Regions from separate parts of the Mus musculus genome. Here region 1 is linked to region 2. A link is a contact called in public promoter capture Hi-C data. All regions are on one chromosome and are shown on one strand. Each heading gives the region's core, a stretch centred on a gene start, on an enhancer-like site or on the middle of the called end of the contact. The rest is flanking DNA. Distances are from core to core; before and after follow the strand shown. Region 1 holds the start of Hopx (HOP homeobox). Region 2 holds the start of Pdcl2 (phosducin-like 2).

Region 1 (2,724 bases), core at 212-2,711, 760 kb before region 2:
AGAAGGACGGGGAGGGGAAATGCGTGCTAACAGGAAAGGTATTTCTTTCCTTGTTTCCTTCCTTCCTTCCTTCCTTCCTTCCTTCCTTCCTTCTTTCTTTTTCTAAAAGATTTATTTATTATATGTAAGTACACTGTAGCTGTCTTCAAACACATCAGAATAGGGTATCAGATCTCATTACAGATGGTTGTGAGCCACCATGTGTGGTTGCTGGGAATTGAACTCAGGACCTCTGGAAGAGCAGTCAATGCTCTTACCCGCTGAGCCATCTCTCCAGCCCAGGAAAGGTATTTCTAACCAGATGGGCCACAGCCTTGGTGCAGAGTCGGGGATCCTTGGTACAAATTTTAAGTAGAGGGACATCTAGTTCCCTGAAAATGATTTGCTGGTGACTTGGCAAATGCTTTGAGGCCCAGTCCCACGTAGTTGAAAAGTTCCTCCTGTCTGAAACCTCTTCAAGGGAACTAGAGGAGAGGTAAGAAGCATTGACTTAGGAAGTAGGAGGTATAAGCCACAGATGAGAAGGTGGTTAGCTCTGAGCACACTATCCAGATAGTTCACCCCCAGGCACAAACCACATCAAAACCCGCTCGGGACTCTGCGATTGTTAATGCAACAAGCCAGGGTGATTCCCACACTACTGCTTGGCTAAGCCTGGACAGAATCTACAGCCAAGAATATCTTGAAGACCAACCGTCTTTACCTCCTAGTTTTCAACAGGAAGCATAGGAGGAGGGAACACACCTGGTAGTTTTCTTAGCCCCAAGTCTGAAGCTATATTGGTGTGGCGCAGCAGGAAGGTTGTTGCTGCGATATGCTGACAACATTTGTTGCTGGAGAACTGGAAGCTGGAGGTGGACCTATTTTTCTGGGCTGAAGTCTGAGGTTCTAAATGATAGTTGATTTTGATCCTGATTAATTGGGTAGGTTTTGAAAGGTATCTCACACACATACAGGAGACCGCAGTGAGGTAGGTAGGCTCTTGGGATGGAGGCTTGGCATTTGGGGTTCAGCTGCCTTCCGCATGCTCATGGCTCAGCCTTCTCCACGCTACCACCCAGCCGTAAATCATAAATCATTATCGCTGTGTTTCCATTTCCGTCTCAGTACAAGTACATTGGAAAGATCTTTAAAGTATCATCCAAAAATTTTATAGCCGTTATTTGCGACTAAGCTGGCAATTTAATTTTCCCTCTGTGATTTTAATGTCCTTCACATTTTCTGCAGTACGTGCTATTTTTTAATCAGGGGGAAAAAAAAGAGTAAATATCCATTGGTAGTATTGTTTGTAAGTGCGGTCTCTTTTTCCCCAACTTGTGCAGTGAGCGTCTTTCCCCAAAGTGTGCGTTGCCCTGCGCTCCCTGGCAAGGCCCCCACGTGCTAGCCCGCGGCGGAGGCGGAGTGTGGCGGCCCGGGAGGCGTGCCCACGGCGACGGGAGCCCAGCCCCGCGAGTGTCCTCAGTCCCTAGGGCAGCTCCGGATCTCCGGAGGCAGCACTTGAGGCGCTTCCTCAGTATACTGTCCCCTCGGAGTGTCAGGCGGGAGGCGTCTTCTTCCTCCTCTCCATCCTTAGTCAGGTTGGGGACGGTCCCGGGGAAGGAGGGTTCCCCCCAAACTCCGCAGCCAGCGGCGCGGGGCGCCTCGGTGGAACGGCGGGAGGGGGCAGGCGGACCTCGCTCACCCGGGCCATCTGGTTCCCCTGCAGACGCGCACGGACCATGTCGGCGCAGACCGCGAGCGGCCCCACGGAGGACCAGGTGGAGATCCTGGAGTACAACTTCAACAAGGTCAACAAGCACCCGGACCCCACCACGCTGTGCCTCATCGCAGCCGAGGCGGGTCTCACGGAGGAGCAGACGCAGGTGAGTCCCCAAGCCTATGTATCCTCCGGGACTGGCGGGTTCCCGCGGCTGCCGCGGGCCTCCATCATATGTATCTCAGTCCCCAAATCATTCCGCAGTTCCCCGGGCGCCCAGCCCCTATCCACCCTACCCTGTCTCAACACCATCCTCTTTTTGGGTTTCCACTGCCTTCCAGATCCGGCCCCTTGCTTTCTCCTCCTGTAGTGGGAGCATCTCGCCTGCTTTCCTTTCGGTTTCCAAGCTCAGTAACTCTTCCCGCTGTGCTGGAAAGCTTCGGGAAGGTTTATTCTCATCAGGGTTGTCATGGTTTAAAGGGACGTTAGCGATCAGCTATAAGGTTGGTCTTCCGGTTTGTCAGAAGACAAAACTAAGGCGGGGGAGGGGGGTGGGGGCGGGCGGGAGGGAAGGGTACTGTCGTGGGGATAGGGATGGAGGACCTGACCTGCCAGGTTGCTCTTCCCGCCACATCACCACATCTCTGTGCTGCACCTAACAGGCACACTGCCATACTTCGGTTCAGGTTTTGTTGCTGTTTTTATTAATCCCCTGACTCTGAGCTTCAGGTTCAGCTTTAGAGTCTTTCTCTGGAATTTACCAAGAAGTAGCCCTCTGTTGCTATGGCCGCAGCACACGACCCCCTTGCATGATGATAATTTGTCTGTTCATAAAAGGCTTCCTCGCTATCCCATTATCCCCAAAATTTGCTTAGGGTAGAGATCGCAGTACCACCTGGCACAGTGTTGGAGCCTTTAGGCAACTCTCTCTCCAGTCCAATCTACCCTCTAACTTCTTTCTTATTCCCTTTGGTCGTGGAAAGATGATTTGCCACGTATGATAAACCATTTGGGAGTTGGTCCTGTTT
Region 2 (2,734 bases), core at 85-2,584:
CCAGAAAGACGGGCTGGAGAGATGGCTCAGCAGTTAAGAGCACTGACTGCTCTTCCGGAGGTCCTGAGTTCAATTCCTGGCAATCACATGGTTCTCCAAACTGTCTGTAATGGGATCTGATGCCCTCTTCTGCTGTGTCTGAAGAGAGTGGTAGTGCATTCACATACATGAAATAAATCTTAAAAAGAAAAAAAAAAACTAGAAGAAAAAACCCAGACAGTCATGAATTGCTTGTGTATTTTAAGAATCTTCACATAAAATCAGGGCAGGGAGGAAAGTAGAAATACCCATACAGTTGAAAACACTGCAGTGTTTTTGCTGGGCAGGGCCACACACAAACGCTATGGGATGCTTGGAGTGCAGAATCCATATTAAATACTAACTGATCACTGCGGATGAATCGCTCCTTTGCTGAACCCAAGTTTAAAATTGTGTTACTTAGTACATTTTTTTTTTCTTCTTGTTTTAAGATCCTTTCCAGGATATTTCTGGGACTGCTTACATGGTAGTTTCTCCGTGTTCCTAGAAAATACATCCTAGGAAATTCCTTGTCTTAAACACAGTGGAACCCAAATGTCTACTTCTTATAAGCCCGAGCTCCTAAAGTGGGTAGGGTTCTTTCTTTTAGTGATTTTGGTTTTGTTTTGATTTTGTTTCTTTGAAACAGGGTCTCAATTTGTAGCCCAGGCTGACCTCTGCTCACAGGTTCCTTCCGCAGCCACCTGAGGTAGATCACAGGTGTGTGGTGGCAGGTCCTGACGCTTATGGTCTTGTTGGGAATCAGACGGAAAATTTCGGTCCAAGCTCCAGAGGGAACAGGAGAAAATGTACACACACACACTTGAGGCTAGTGCTTAGATGCCCCTTAAAATTCTATCTTTAGCCAAGCAGTAGTGGCCCATGCCTTTAATCTCAGCACTTGAGAGGCAGAGGCAGGTAGATTCCTGTGAGTCAAGGTCAGCCTGCTCTACAAAGCACATTCCAGGACAGTCAGGGCTACACAAAGAAATCCTATCTCGAAAAACCAAAACTAAGTAAATAAGCAAACAAATAAACAATAAGTCTATCTCTAAACAGACAGTGGGTCCAGGTTAAGAACTCCTCTGTAGTGCTGGCCACCCAAGGAATTTATATTTTTCTCTATGAATACTGGATTCAACCTTGCCTTGTCTTGGACATGGCAGTAGTAGACGAGAAGATGGAGCGCAACAGGAGCATCATGTGACTAACAAAGAGAGACACTGCTAAAGTCAGATGCCCCAGAACTTGATGCACAAGGGCCCATAGACCCAGGAACTAAACCTCAGCGTTGCCTGGCAACTGAGCTACCGTTGCACATGCGCAGAGGTCCTGTTCGCTCTTGGTCTGCCCCTGGAGCGTTAGAGACCACTAGCCAGAGCTGGCTGGTTCCCTCTGCCAGCCTGGAGGAAGTTTGAGGCCCTGATCCCAGTGAGGGGCACAAGAGAACATCATGCAGGTGAGGGTCAGGCCTTAGGGTGACCTTGGAGTCCTGAGCTGGATCAGCCAGCTAGCTCCAATCTCAGGGATGTGAATGGAGTGGTGTGGGCCGTCCGCAGGGGTGGGTTCTAAGATTTGTTCTTGGTAGGTGCTATTTTGTGCGTCTCTGTCTAGTTTTAAGAGAATGTCGTTTGGCGATATTCTTGAGTCTCATGTGAAGCTGAAAGAAACACTTAGTGGTTCAGTATCGCCTTTTACCCCTGAGTCCTGGAAATCCAAATGCTGTGCTATTTTTGAATTATGATTGGCCAAAGGGGATTCAATTGCGTTCATTTATGTTCTTTTAAAAGCAGGTTCGGGGTGGGTGGTGTCCATCGATGTGAAATGTCTCAGGGGTTTAAGGTGCTTGCTGCTGAGCCTAAAAAGCTGAGTTCGATCCATGGCACCTACAAAGCAGTAAGTGAGAACTCTTCAGGTTATCTTCCGAGCTACACACACACACACACACACACACACACACATGCGAGAGCGCAAACAATTTTCATTTTAAATAGAAAAGTTAAATTACAGCTCGACATTTCAAGACTTTGGTCTGGGTAATTTCACAGGGTGATGATGTTTTTTTTATTTATGAATTCTTTATCTTTGAAATTAGCTTATTTATTTGTATGGGCATTTTGTTTGCACGAATGTCTGTATACCACATGGTACCCACGGAGTTCTGAAGAGGACGTTGGATCCCCTGGAACTGAAGTTTTACAGATGGTTGTAAATCAGCACTTCGGTGCTGGGAATTGAACTCCGGTTCTCCTTTAAGAGCAGTGAGTGCTTGTAAAGGCGGCCCCTCGAGCGCTTTATAATAAAGTTTTAATTTAGAAAAATAAGAATCTCCTCCCTCCCTTCCTGTCCCTGCCCCCTTCCTCCGTTTCTCCCAGGAAAATCCTCACTTCCTGACAGAAGAAATAGCTTTCCTCTTCCCTGCTCCCTAGTGAAGGGAATCGGGTTTTTCTTGGTTTGTATATGAACTTTGGGTGGTTGGGTAGGTCATACAATTTATTAAGCTATTGAAAGCGCAATTCACATGTCTTTGGGTCCTTTCACGTTGGGCTGGGTGTTAGCAGGCACATTTGTACAGCTAGCCCGGCCCTGCAGTCTGTCTTGCATTGCATCTGCCTTTCAGGAATTCTGCTGAAGTGGAGCCAGCAGGAAGCAACAGATCACTGACCTAATAATTAATAGTATGATTACTATTAATAATAGTAATACTATTACTATT

Evidence for each region. Promoter capture Hi-C pulls out the DNA fragments that hold promoters and counts their contacts.
Region 1: a promoter capture Hi-C map of pre-B cells shows a contact between it and region 2, with 2.4 times the contacts expected there. The contact joins the promoter of Hopx here to the promoter of Pdcl2 in region 2. A contact is called at or near these places in 2 of 39 promoter capture datasets (pre-B cells and stem cell-derived epiblast-like cells).

Annotation. Positions count from the first base shown.
Region 1 is chr5:77,094,004-77,096,727 of GRCm38.p6, reverse strand. Hopx (HOP homeobox) reads left to right here and starts at 1,461. Exons shown (of 3, transcript NM_001159900.1): 1 at 1,461-1,577; 2 at 1,706-1,862. The coding sequence starts at 1,719.
Region 2 is chr5:76,329,756-76,332,489 of GRCm38.p6, reverse strand. Pdcl2 (phosducin-like 2) reads left to right here and starts at 1,334. Exons shown (of 6, transcript NM_023508.7): 1 at 1,334-1,477. The coding sequence starts at 1,472. It overlaps 4930432L08Rik (RIKEN cDNA 4930432L08 gene), which reads right to left and starts at 1,252. Exons shown (of 6, transcript NR_152115.1): 1 at 1,161-1,252; 2 at 1-138.